Linked DNA regions of Mus musculus: all the other regions are linked to region 3. A link is a contact called in public capture Hi-C and promoter capture Hi-C data. All regions are on one chromosome and are shown on one strand. Each heading gives the region's core, a stretch centred on a gene start, on an enhancer-like site or on the middle of the called end of the contact. The rest is flanking DNA. Distances are from core to core; before and after follow the strand shown.

Evidence for each region. Capture Hi-C pulls out chosen DNA fragments and counts their contacts.
Region 1: a contact with region 3 is called in a promoter capture Hi-C map of adipose tissue, with 4 times the contacts expected there. The contact joins the promoter of Smyd5 here to the promoter of Spr in region 3. A contact is called at or near these places in 5 of 39 promoter capture datasets (embryonic stem cells, macrophages, neural stem cells and 1 more), 8 of 115 datasets of contacts at active chromatin or transcription factors (bone marrow-derived macrophages, embryonic basal ganglia, embryonic forebrain and 5 more) and 3 of 9 other capture datasets (adipose tissue, liver and macrophages).
Region 2: a contact with region 3 is called in a capture Hi-C map of embryonic stem cells, with 2.7 times the contacts expected there. The contact joins the promoter of Fbxo41 here to the promoter of Spr in region 3. A contact is called at or near these places in 6 of 39 promoter capture datasets (the 3T3-L1 cell line, 3T3-L1-derived adipocytes, embryonic stem cells and 2 more), 1 of 484 Hi-C or Micro-C datasets (tail fibroblasts), 3 of 115 datasets of contacts at active chromatin or transcription factors (embryonic forebrain, embryonic stem cells and trophoblast stem cells) and 1 of 9 other capture datasets (embryonic stem cells).

The regions. Positions count from the first base shown.
Region 1 is chr6:85,430,322-85,433,478 of GRCm38.p6, reverse strand. It overlaps Smyd5 (SET and MYND domain containing 5), which reads right to left and starts at 1,503. Exons shown (of 13, transcript NM_144918.2): 1 at 1,379-1,503. The coding sequence starts at 1,474.
Region 2 is chr6:85,501,540-85,504,330 of GRCm38.p6, reverse strand. Fbxo41 (F-box protein 41) reads left to right here and starts at 1,337. Exons shown (of 13, transcript NM_001289675.1): 1 at 1,337-1,622.
Region 3 is chr6:85,136,233-85,139,174 of GRCm38.p6, reverse strand. Spr (sepiapterin reductase) reads left to right here and starts at 1,411. Exons shown (of 3, transcript NM_011467.2): 1 at 1,411-1,736; 2 at 2,062-2,352. The coding sequence starts at 1,430. Gm10444 (a long non-coding RNA gene) reads right to left here and starts at 1,241. Exons shown (of 3, transcript XR_001785286.2): 1 at 748-1,241.

The sequences.
Region 1 (3,157 bases), core at 254-2,753, 290 kb before region 3:
ATGGAACAGAAAGATAAGAGAAACTTAAAATGGGAACCTGGACAGATATGGAGATGCTGACAGCAAATGACAACATCTTGGGTCAAGGACCAAGGATATGCATGTTGTTATTATGATTATTTAACCTGACTTTTACCCAGGGGAATGCAAATGAAGTCAAAACCATAGCATTTTGCATATATCAACTGGCAAAGGCACCTAGTGAGAAAACAGTGCCAGAGAGAACAAAAGCCTGTCTGCAGCGAAGCCAGCAGAGACCTTTGCTCTCAGGACTGAGAAGATACAACATAAAGGAGCCATACAGAAGGATTTGGTTGAGTGAAGTGCGCCCCCCACCCCAAAACTCTTATTGATCAACTCCTTGGGTTTGTAGGTTTTTAGACCAGGCTGGCCTTGAACTCAAATCCGCCTGCCTCTGCCTCCCAAATGCTGGGATTAAAGGCGTGCACCACCACGCCCGGCTATCAATCAACTCTTTAACCAAGTAGAAATGGGACCGCTGATACTAAAGATGTACTGAAAACATGTATTAAAAGAAAACGTGGGATGGAGGTGGGGTGTTTCAGCCACAAGGCCCATTAACCAGCACTTGGGTGTTGGTAGATGAGTTCAAGTCCAGCCTCAAGAACAATTTGGAGTGTTTTTTTTTTTTTTTTTTGCCTTTACTTATGTGAATTTTCTATTCTACAGGGAATAAAACACGATTAATAGAGCCGATCATACTGGCACAAGTCTTTAATCTCAGCACTGGTGAGGCAGAGCAGCCTGGTTTACATAGTGAGTTCTAGGACTGCTGGAGTTACAAAATGAGACCCCGTCTCAAAACAAAACAAAAACAAAAAGCACAACAACAGAAGCAACAAAAAAGAACCATAATACGAATCACGAAATCATGTCATTCTCTTGCTTAAAACCCTTCAGGAGAAGTGCTCGGTGTGTAGGTTCTGGTCCAAGTTCCCTAGCTCTCTTTCCAAGTCTCCACCCATACCTTAGTCAGAAGGGTCGCTGGGGAGCCCAGTCTGCTTCATACCTCCGTTCCCTCGGCTAAGTACTCCCCTCACTACCGCCAGAATAGTAGCTAACTAAGCCCCAGCCTAACCAAGATAGCCTTGGCTTTAATCTGGCCCAGGATATCCCTCAACCCCAGGTCTACCCAGAGCCTCAACTCCACCCAGGACAGCAGCAGCACGGCCACCCGCCAGTGGACCGGGCTTTCCTCCCTCCCCCCGCGCGATATCGCCACGAGCCTGGGCACGAGGACCGACTCTGCACCCCGGGCCCAAGCAGCAACCAGACTGGCGCCGAGGGGCCCGGACTCCAGAATGTGAGCGTGGGTTCCCCCGCGTGGCTCTCCGGGCCCGGTCCGACCTGGCCTCACCTTGATGCTGTCCACATAACGGACTTCCACGGAACCCCGGGCACGGTCCGCCACGCCCACGCAGAAGGAGAACACGTCGCACATGGAGGCCGCCATCTTGGGCACGCCTCTGCCTTCTGACCCTTGACCCCGTCCCGGGAGGCCCCGCCCACAGAGCCAGCGAGCGCTCCCTTCCCCACCTTACCCCGCCCTGGGACGTGGCTAGCAATTCAAGGCTTTTGGTGTCTTGGTTGCTTGATTGGGTGGAACCTGGCCTGACTTTGTGCTTGGACTTCTGGTAGACTGTGTCTGACTCGGTAGCTTATGTCGGATGGACAGCATGAATGACGGCTGATGGAGTAGCTCAGGGGAAGACCCCCTACTCCCCACCCCCCACCCTCCAGCCTATCCTAGCTGTGTTCTTAAGTGTCCATAGTTGCTCTTCCCACTGTCTGGTGTTTGAGACAGGGTCTCACTATGTATCCCAGGCTGGCCAAAAGTTTGCAGCCCTCTTCCTGCTTAAGCAGCCCCTCGTCATTACCTCCAACACCGAACAAAGTTTTTAGACCCAGAGAAGACTGTCTTATTTTTGCTTTGACCCTCCATCCTGGTTGGATGCTGGGCTCACTCGGTTTAAAATTTTTCCCTCCCTCTGGTGGCAACATTTTTATTCTATGTTTGGGAGAGATTTGCTTTGAACACATGAGTGCAGAACTTTGAGCCACAACACTGCTTAAAACCAGCATTCCGACTATGCCTATAACCTCTGCATTCAGGAGGTGAGGGCAGGGAGGACCAGAAGTTCAAGGTCAACCCTCAACTACGTAGTGAGTACATGAAACCTGTCTGAAAGAGAAATGCACGTGATACTCTAGCCGAGGATCCTGGTTTGGTTTCCAATACTGGTTTCCAACTATCTGTAACTCCAGTTCTGGGGGCTCTGATGACCCCTCTTCCAACCTCCTCAGGCACCAGGCAGGCACATAGATACATAAAGGCAAATCAATCACATGCATAAAGTTAAAAAAGAAAAAGAAGAAAAAATGATTTCCTTTTTCTATAAATAACTAGGTTGGATCAGTGCCTCAGAGTAGTTGGGGACTTTCTTGACATTGCAGAGTGTGGTTTATGGAGCAGTAATAAATGGACCTCACATATGAGGACCCCTTAAGTAGACACAAAAAATGAATGTACACGAGGCTGGGAGAGAGGACAGGTCTATTTCTGCAACTAGACCTGACTACTATACCTTTTATTGTTTTGTGTCCCAGTTGACTATTCCAGTTGACAGGGGACCTGTGTCTGCTCTGCTATCGTTTCATAGTGACTTTAGGGGGTGGGGGAGATAACTTAGTAATTGTTTAGTAAGTGATTGAGTTTTTGTCTTTTTTTTTTTAAGACAAGTTCTCTCTTGGTGGGGAGGGGGGCATTGCATTTGATACAATGTTTCTCTGTGTAGCCTTGACTGTCCTGGAACTCACTCTGAACAGGCGGCGGAACTCAAACTCAATAAAGCTCTGCCTCCCTAGTGCTGGGATCAAAGGCATATACCACCACCACCACCACCACCAATGCCCACAAAGCTCTATGTGGACCAGGCTGGCCTCAAACTCAGAGATCCACCTGCCTCTGACTCCTAAATTTGACTTTTTGTTTTTCGAGACAGGGTTTTTCTGTGTAGCCCTGGCTGTCCTGGAACTCACTCTGCAGACCAGGCTGGCCTTGAACTCAGAAATCTGCCTGCCTCTGCCTCCCAAGTGCTGGGATTATAGGCGTGCGCCACCACTGCCCAGCAGTGAC
Region 2 (2,791 bases), core at 88-2,587, 370 kb before region 3:
CTCTTCTCATTCCAACCTCACCCCCATTAAAACACACCACAGGTGATTACAGACCCTCCTGAGCTGACTGAAAGGATGAGCCATCACAGTGGGAATAGGAATAGCTTCCGCTTTGCTACTCTACTGGAAAGTGAGTGACTGTGTCTTACAGCACCGTCAGGATGCCTGCTGCTTAGCTGAGTGATCTCCCTTCTTAATCTAAGAAGGCTTCCTGCAGGTGGAAACGCTTCAGAGATTCAGGAAGTAAAAGGGGTTGCTTCATTGGCTTGGCCACTGTACACTCTCCAGTTCTTGTTAGATGTATGGTTCCCCCTAAGTCGCCTGCCCAGATTCCAGATTCCTTCCCCCACACTACATGTCCCTGGGGCTTCTGCCCTCTCATGTGTGGGATGGGGCCAGTGGAAGCCACCCAAAGCCTCCAGGGGAGTCCTGGAACTATGCTGGCTGGATTTCTGCTCTGCTGCAGGCCCTGGGTGCAGTCCAGCAGAGGTGGTGGAGTGGAGGCACCGCTGTGTGGTCCAAGTATCATCTCCCTTTTCCTCATTCAAGGCCTAGTTCAGCCCAGGCCTTGCTTGGTATCCCCAGTGGGTTGTTGTTTTGTTTTGTTTCCCCAGCTCACCTTCAGCCCTGTGAACTTTCCCTAGCGCAAGACAGCCAGGCTGTGCCTATCTCAGCAGATAGGTAGGCCAGAAGCCAAGGGCGAGGAGTCTTCTAGGTACTTCAGGTTCAGGAATTCTGGGGCTATCCTATGGAAGTGATGGGTTTATCTGGAGCAAACCAATGCACGGTCCCTGCTCCTTTTCATTTGTAGGAAAAGGACCTAAGTGCAATAATAGGTCCAGGAACATGACACAGTGTGGCCCAATGCAGCCAAGTCTTCCCAAAGACTACGTGTCTGACCTGAAGTCACTGAGGGCAAGACCTGCACTTGGGCTCGAAGCCCAAGAGGACGCTGAGGAACTGTGGTGTATGTCATAGAGCTTGTGCCAGCCTCGTTTGGATCTCCAGAACGACCCATCCCAAGATCTGCTTCTGATTAGGTGCAGGCCAAGTCCGAGGGGTGGGTTAAGGTGGACAGGCCCTGATTAAAGGTGGGCAGCAGAAGACACAGCTGGACGCTCCAAAGCACAGGAATGCCTTGGTGGTGGTGCCTGGTGAGGGGAAGGTTGCACCCCCATCCCCGTAGTGCCCATCCTCCACCCAAGCCACCAGCTTCTGCGGAAAACGTGGGGACCAGGCGCAGCCGCTCCTGGCTGCAAGTGCCGCTCCCCTCTTGCTGGAGAGCCCGCCCCGGAGGAGGGGCCGGCTCCGCCCCACCTCCCGGCCGCCTCCCTCCCTGTCTCCTAGCTGCACCGGGGCCGAGCGCCCCCTCCTATCTCCCCCTCCTCCGCCCTGCGTACCCCGCCCGTGATCGCATCGCGAGCCCCTCCCGCTGCACCGGGCTGGGGGATTCGGCCGCCCCCGCCCCAACCGGGAGGCGGCGGCGGCCACCCAAGGCTGCAGTGGGGACCAAGATTTAAGGCCCGGCGGCGGCCCTGCGTCTAGACCGGGCACGCGGGGTCTGTGCCTCTGCGCCCCCAGCCCAGGGCCGCGGTGCCTGGCCTCGCCACAGGCTGGAAGAGGTAAAGGCAAGTCTGGAGCGTGCTGCGGGACTGGTCCTGGAGAGGCTAGGCAGGGAAGACCTCAGCCACTGCCCCCTCCTCCCCTGCCTTCTTCCCTGTTGCCCTCCTGAGGCCGTGAGGCCGCTAGAACTGGGAGGGATTCTGGGCAGGCCAGGCTTCCAGGCAGCCAAGGGGTTAATTTAAGGAATTAAAATCAGAACGGGTCTGAGACCAGGCTTCCCCTCCCCCCTCCCGCCTGTCGCTGCCTGAGCCTTGTTGGGGGGGGCGGGGGCGGGCTCCAGAAAAAACCCACTGGGACTCTGGACCTTGGAGAGGGAGAAGGGGGAGTGCCCTGAAACCCCAGCCCTCTCCACCTGCTGGTGATGGAATGGGGGAGGGTCTTGGTAGGCCTGCCTGGGCACCTGTGTGGTTGTAGGTGCGTGCCGGTGTGCACGTGTGATCGTCTGGAGGCGTTCATATATGTGCACACATGTTTTTGCCTCCCCACACCCCAGTGCCTTTGCGGGTGACTGTGCCCACAGTGTCTCTGGAGGTGTGGGCTCCATCCATCGCCTTGCATGTGTGTGTGATACTGTGCCTGTGTACACTGCCTACAGTCTGCCGAGAGAAGAGTGAGGCCTGCCCCCTCCCTTTGGTTTAGCCTGCGGTGAGGGGCTCAGATGGTTTTCCGGGTGTGGGATCCAGGTGCTGGAGCCTGTGTGCGTGTGTGACCTTGGGAGGCGTGTGCATGTTTGCAGGACCACGAGAGGGGGTGCTTAGAACAGAAAGGCAGTGAGGAGGGTGATCAGGAAGCAGAAGAGTGGCTGCGATGGCTCCTGTGGATTTTTACCAGGCTGGGTGACTCTTCTGGAGGCACCCAGTTTGGGGTTATATAGCTGCAGGGCTCAGGCCCAGGCTTCTTGGAGGATTGGGCAGAGGGGTTGGACAGGCAGGACATTCCTTTATTCTCCACCCACTGGGGCATAATGGGGGTATAATGTGGACACCTCCAGCTGCCTCTTCATCTGCAGAAGGCCTCCACCTGCTGGTGGAGGCCTCCTGTAAACACCTAGTTTAGAGCTTCTGTTGGGGCTTCTAAATCCATCTAACACCACCCAAACCTTCTCCCCTCTGTTGTCTGATTTTCTCTTTCTCTGCTTCTTTCCGGCAAGTGGATTTTACACGGGAAG
Region 3 (2,942 bases), core at 162-2,661:
TTGTGTAGCCCTGCCTGGCCTGGAACTCACTCTGTAGACCAGACTGGCCTCAAGCTCGGAGTCTCCTACTGCTGTATCCAGACTGCTGGGATTAAAGGTTTCATTGCAGCCACGTGGCTCAGAAAGGGTTTCATTGTGTAGCCCTGGCTGTCTGTCCTAGAACTGGCTTTGTAAACCAGGCTGATGCAAACTTACAGAAATCCTCCTGCCTCTGCCTCTACCTCCTGTGTGCTAGGAGCACCACCATTGCCTGGTCACACTTAGTGTTTTTAATGTCGGTTCTGGGGTTCAAACTCAGCATGATGGCCTTGAACTCACTATGTCTGTTGAAGATCCTTCAACTACTTTGGAAATAAGATAACAAATCCAATAGATTAGTGGTAAGTAAGTAGTTTTAAATATACAGTTCTGCTGAAAGGGAACTTTGGCATAGAGAAAAGGCATTAATGACGTGTTGATTTGGCACAAGACAGTGTTTTTTAAAAACCTATAGAGAGACATTCCGGCTCTCTTCTCATATAGGCCTACAGGATTTGCATCGCTCTAGGTCCCCTATTTCGTTGGCCTAGGACAAAAGCCTCATTCAATTTAAAAAAAAAAAATTGGAACTTGAGAATGGCCCCTACTGATTGCTGGTTTCCCAATCTGACCAGGCTAAGTGACTAGTCCTACCACTTGAACTTTCTGAAACAAAGAGGAGCTAGCCGCTGGCCTGCCTGCCTGTAATTCCGATGGACTCTAGCTCACCTCAGACTAAAAATGGATCAAAGCAATCTCTATGTCTTTCTCTGCTGTCCTCCTCAGACATCTCCAGAGAGCTGGGATATTTTTCTTTCCCATTTGAGATTATGAAGTTGTTTCTAGAGTGCATGACGCAGGTTGAAGGATAAGTACACAGGTCCCAAGGAACCAAGCGTTTTCACTGACGGTGATGAGTCTTGTTCGTGAGATTGTTGTGATTCTCAGCCTTTCTCTTCCCCTGTGTGTGCTCTTCATTTTCTGGTTCTGTCTGCCTAGCACCTCCTGGGGAAGCTGCTGTGCTTTTCCAGAGAAGGCTTCTGTTAATCAGAGTGCAAAGGGACCACAAGCTCTACACACTTCATCCAAGGCTGTCACTGGTCTCTAACTGGTATGTCCTGTATGGATAAAGACAAACCTTAACCCTGGAGGAGGAAGCTGATCCTGGAACAGGGTGGAAATTGAGAACGCGCCTCTCAGAAAGGGGCTGAGTTTGTGGGAGTGGCGCTCAAGGGGAACCCGGAAGCGCTGGGAAGGGGATTAGGATTTCCTGCCGAGGCCCGGCTGCCTGGCTTTTTTTTCCCCCGCCCAAACACCAGTGGATTCTGGCCCGAACTTCCGCCGTCCCAAGCCAAGAATAGGCTCCGCCCCGTCCTGGTTCAGTAGCTGCGCATGAGTCTGAGTTCCAGGCATGGAGGCAGGCGGGCTGGGCTGCGCTGTGTGCGTGTTGACCGGGGCCTCCCGGGGCTTTGGTCGCGCCCTGGCCCCGCAGCTGGCCCGGTTGCTGTCTCCCGGTTCCGTGATGCTCGTAAGCGCACGCAGTGAGTCGATGCTGCGGCAACTGAAGGAGGAGCTGGGCGCTCAGCAGCCTGACCTGAAAGTGGTGCTGGCAGCCGCCGATCTGGGCACCGAGGCTGGCGTGCAGCGGTTGCTGAGCGCAGTACGCGAGCTCCCGAGGCCCGAGGGGCTGCAGCGCCTGCTGCTCATCAACAACGCAGGTGAGAGTCCCGTCCAGACCCCGGCTGCGAGCTCTTACCTCATAGGCTTTTGGGTAGGTGAAGGGCAAGTCCCTAAAAGTCCAAAGTCCAAGAGGAGGGAGGGTGTATCAGTGTCACTACGGGGCGACAGTGCCTCCTGGCGGATGTGTGAGTCAAGACTTTTTGAACAAATCACTCTGCTTTACTACAGTATTCTTTGCTTGCATTAGGGGTGTCTGCAGAGCTGGGGCAGAGAGATAGCCTATGAGGAGGAACTGTGGAAGGCTGAGGGAGAAGAGTGCCCCAGTTGTGTCATTTCTTTGGTCCCGTTTTTTTTTTTTTTCAGCCACTCTTGGGGATGTTTCCAAAGGCTTCCTCAACGTGAATGACCTAGCTGAGGTGAACAACTACTGGGCTCTGAACCTGACCTCCATGCTCTGTTTGACTTCCGGCACCTTGAATGCCTTCCAGGATAGCCCTGGCCTGAGCAAGACTGTGGTTAACATCTCATCTCTGTGTGCCCTGCAGCCCTACAAAGGCTGGGGTCTGTACTGTGCGGGGAAGGCTGCCCGAGACATGCTCTACCAGGTCCTGGCTGCTGAGGAACCGAGTGTGCGGGTGCTGAGCTATGCTCCAGGTAGGTGGGTGCTCCTGACAGTGCTGTCCCTAGACTTAGCTGGTACCTTTCTGGGGGCTAGGCAAGGAGGGGAACCTGATCTATATTCTCCATAAAGAATCCAAAGACACCTTATATGCCCCAGTATAGGGGAATGCCAGGGCCAAGAAGCAGGAGTGGGTGGGTAGGGGAGCAGGGCGGAGGGAGGGTATAGGGAACTTTCGGGATAGCATTTGAAATGTGTATAAAGAAAATATCTAATAAAAAATAAATTTAAAAAATGTGACACACACACACACACAAAGAATCCAAAGACTATCGGGCCCCTACTACCTCTGGTAATGACTCCTCACTTCGTAAGAAAAATACAGACTCCCAAGACGTTGGAGCAGTCAGGGGCCGAGGTACTCAGCCTCAGGACTTGTCCGATTAGCAGGTGGGATAAACATCCAGACACATAAAATGCATTAAGACTAAAACTGAAAAAAACAAAATGCCTTTATATGTTCAGCTGTCTGCTTTTGTCCCTCAAGGGACACATACTGTTCCTCCATGTGTGCCCGACACCCAATAAAGCTGTATGGAGGATGGACACATGGAATGTTCAAAGA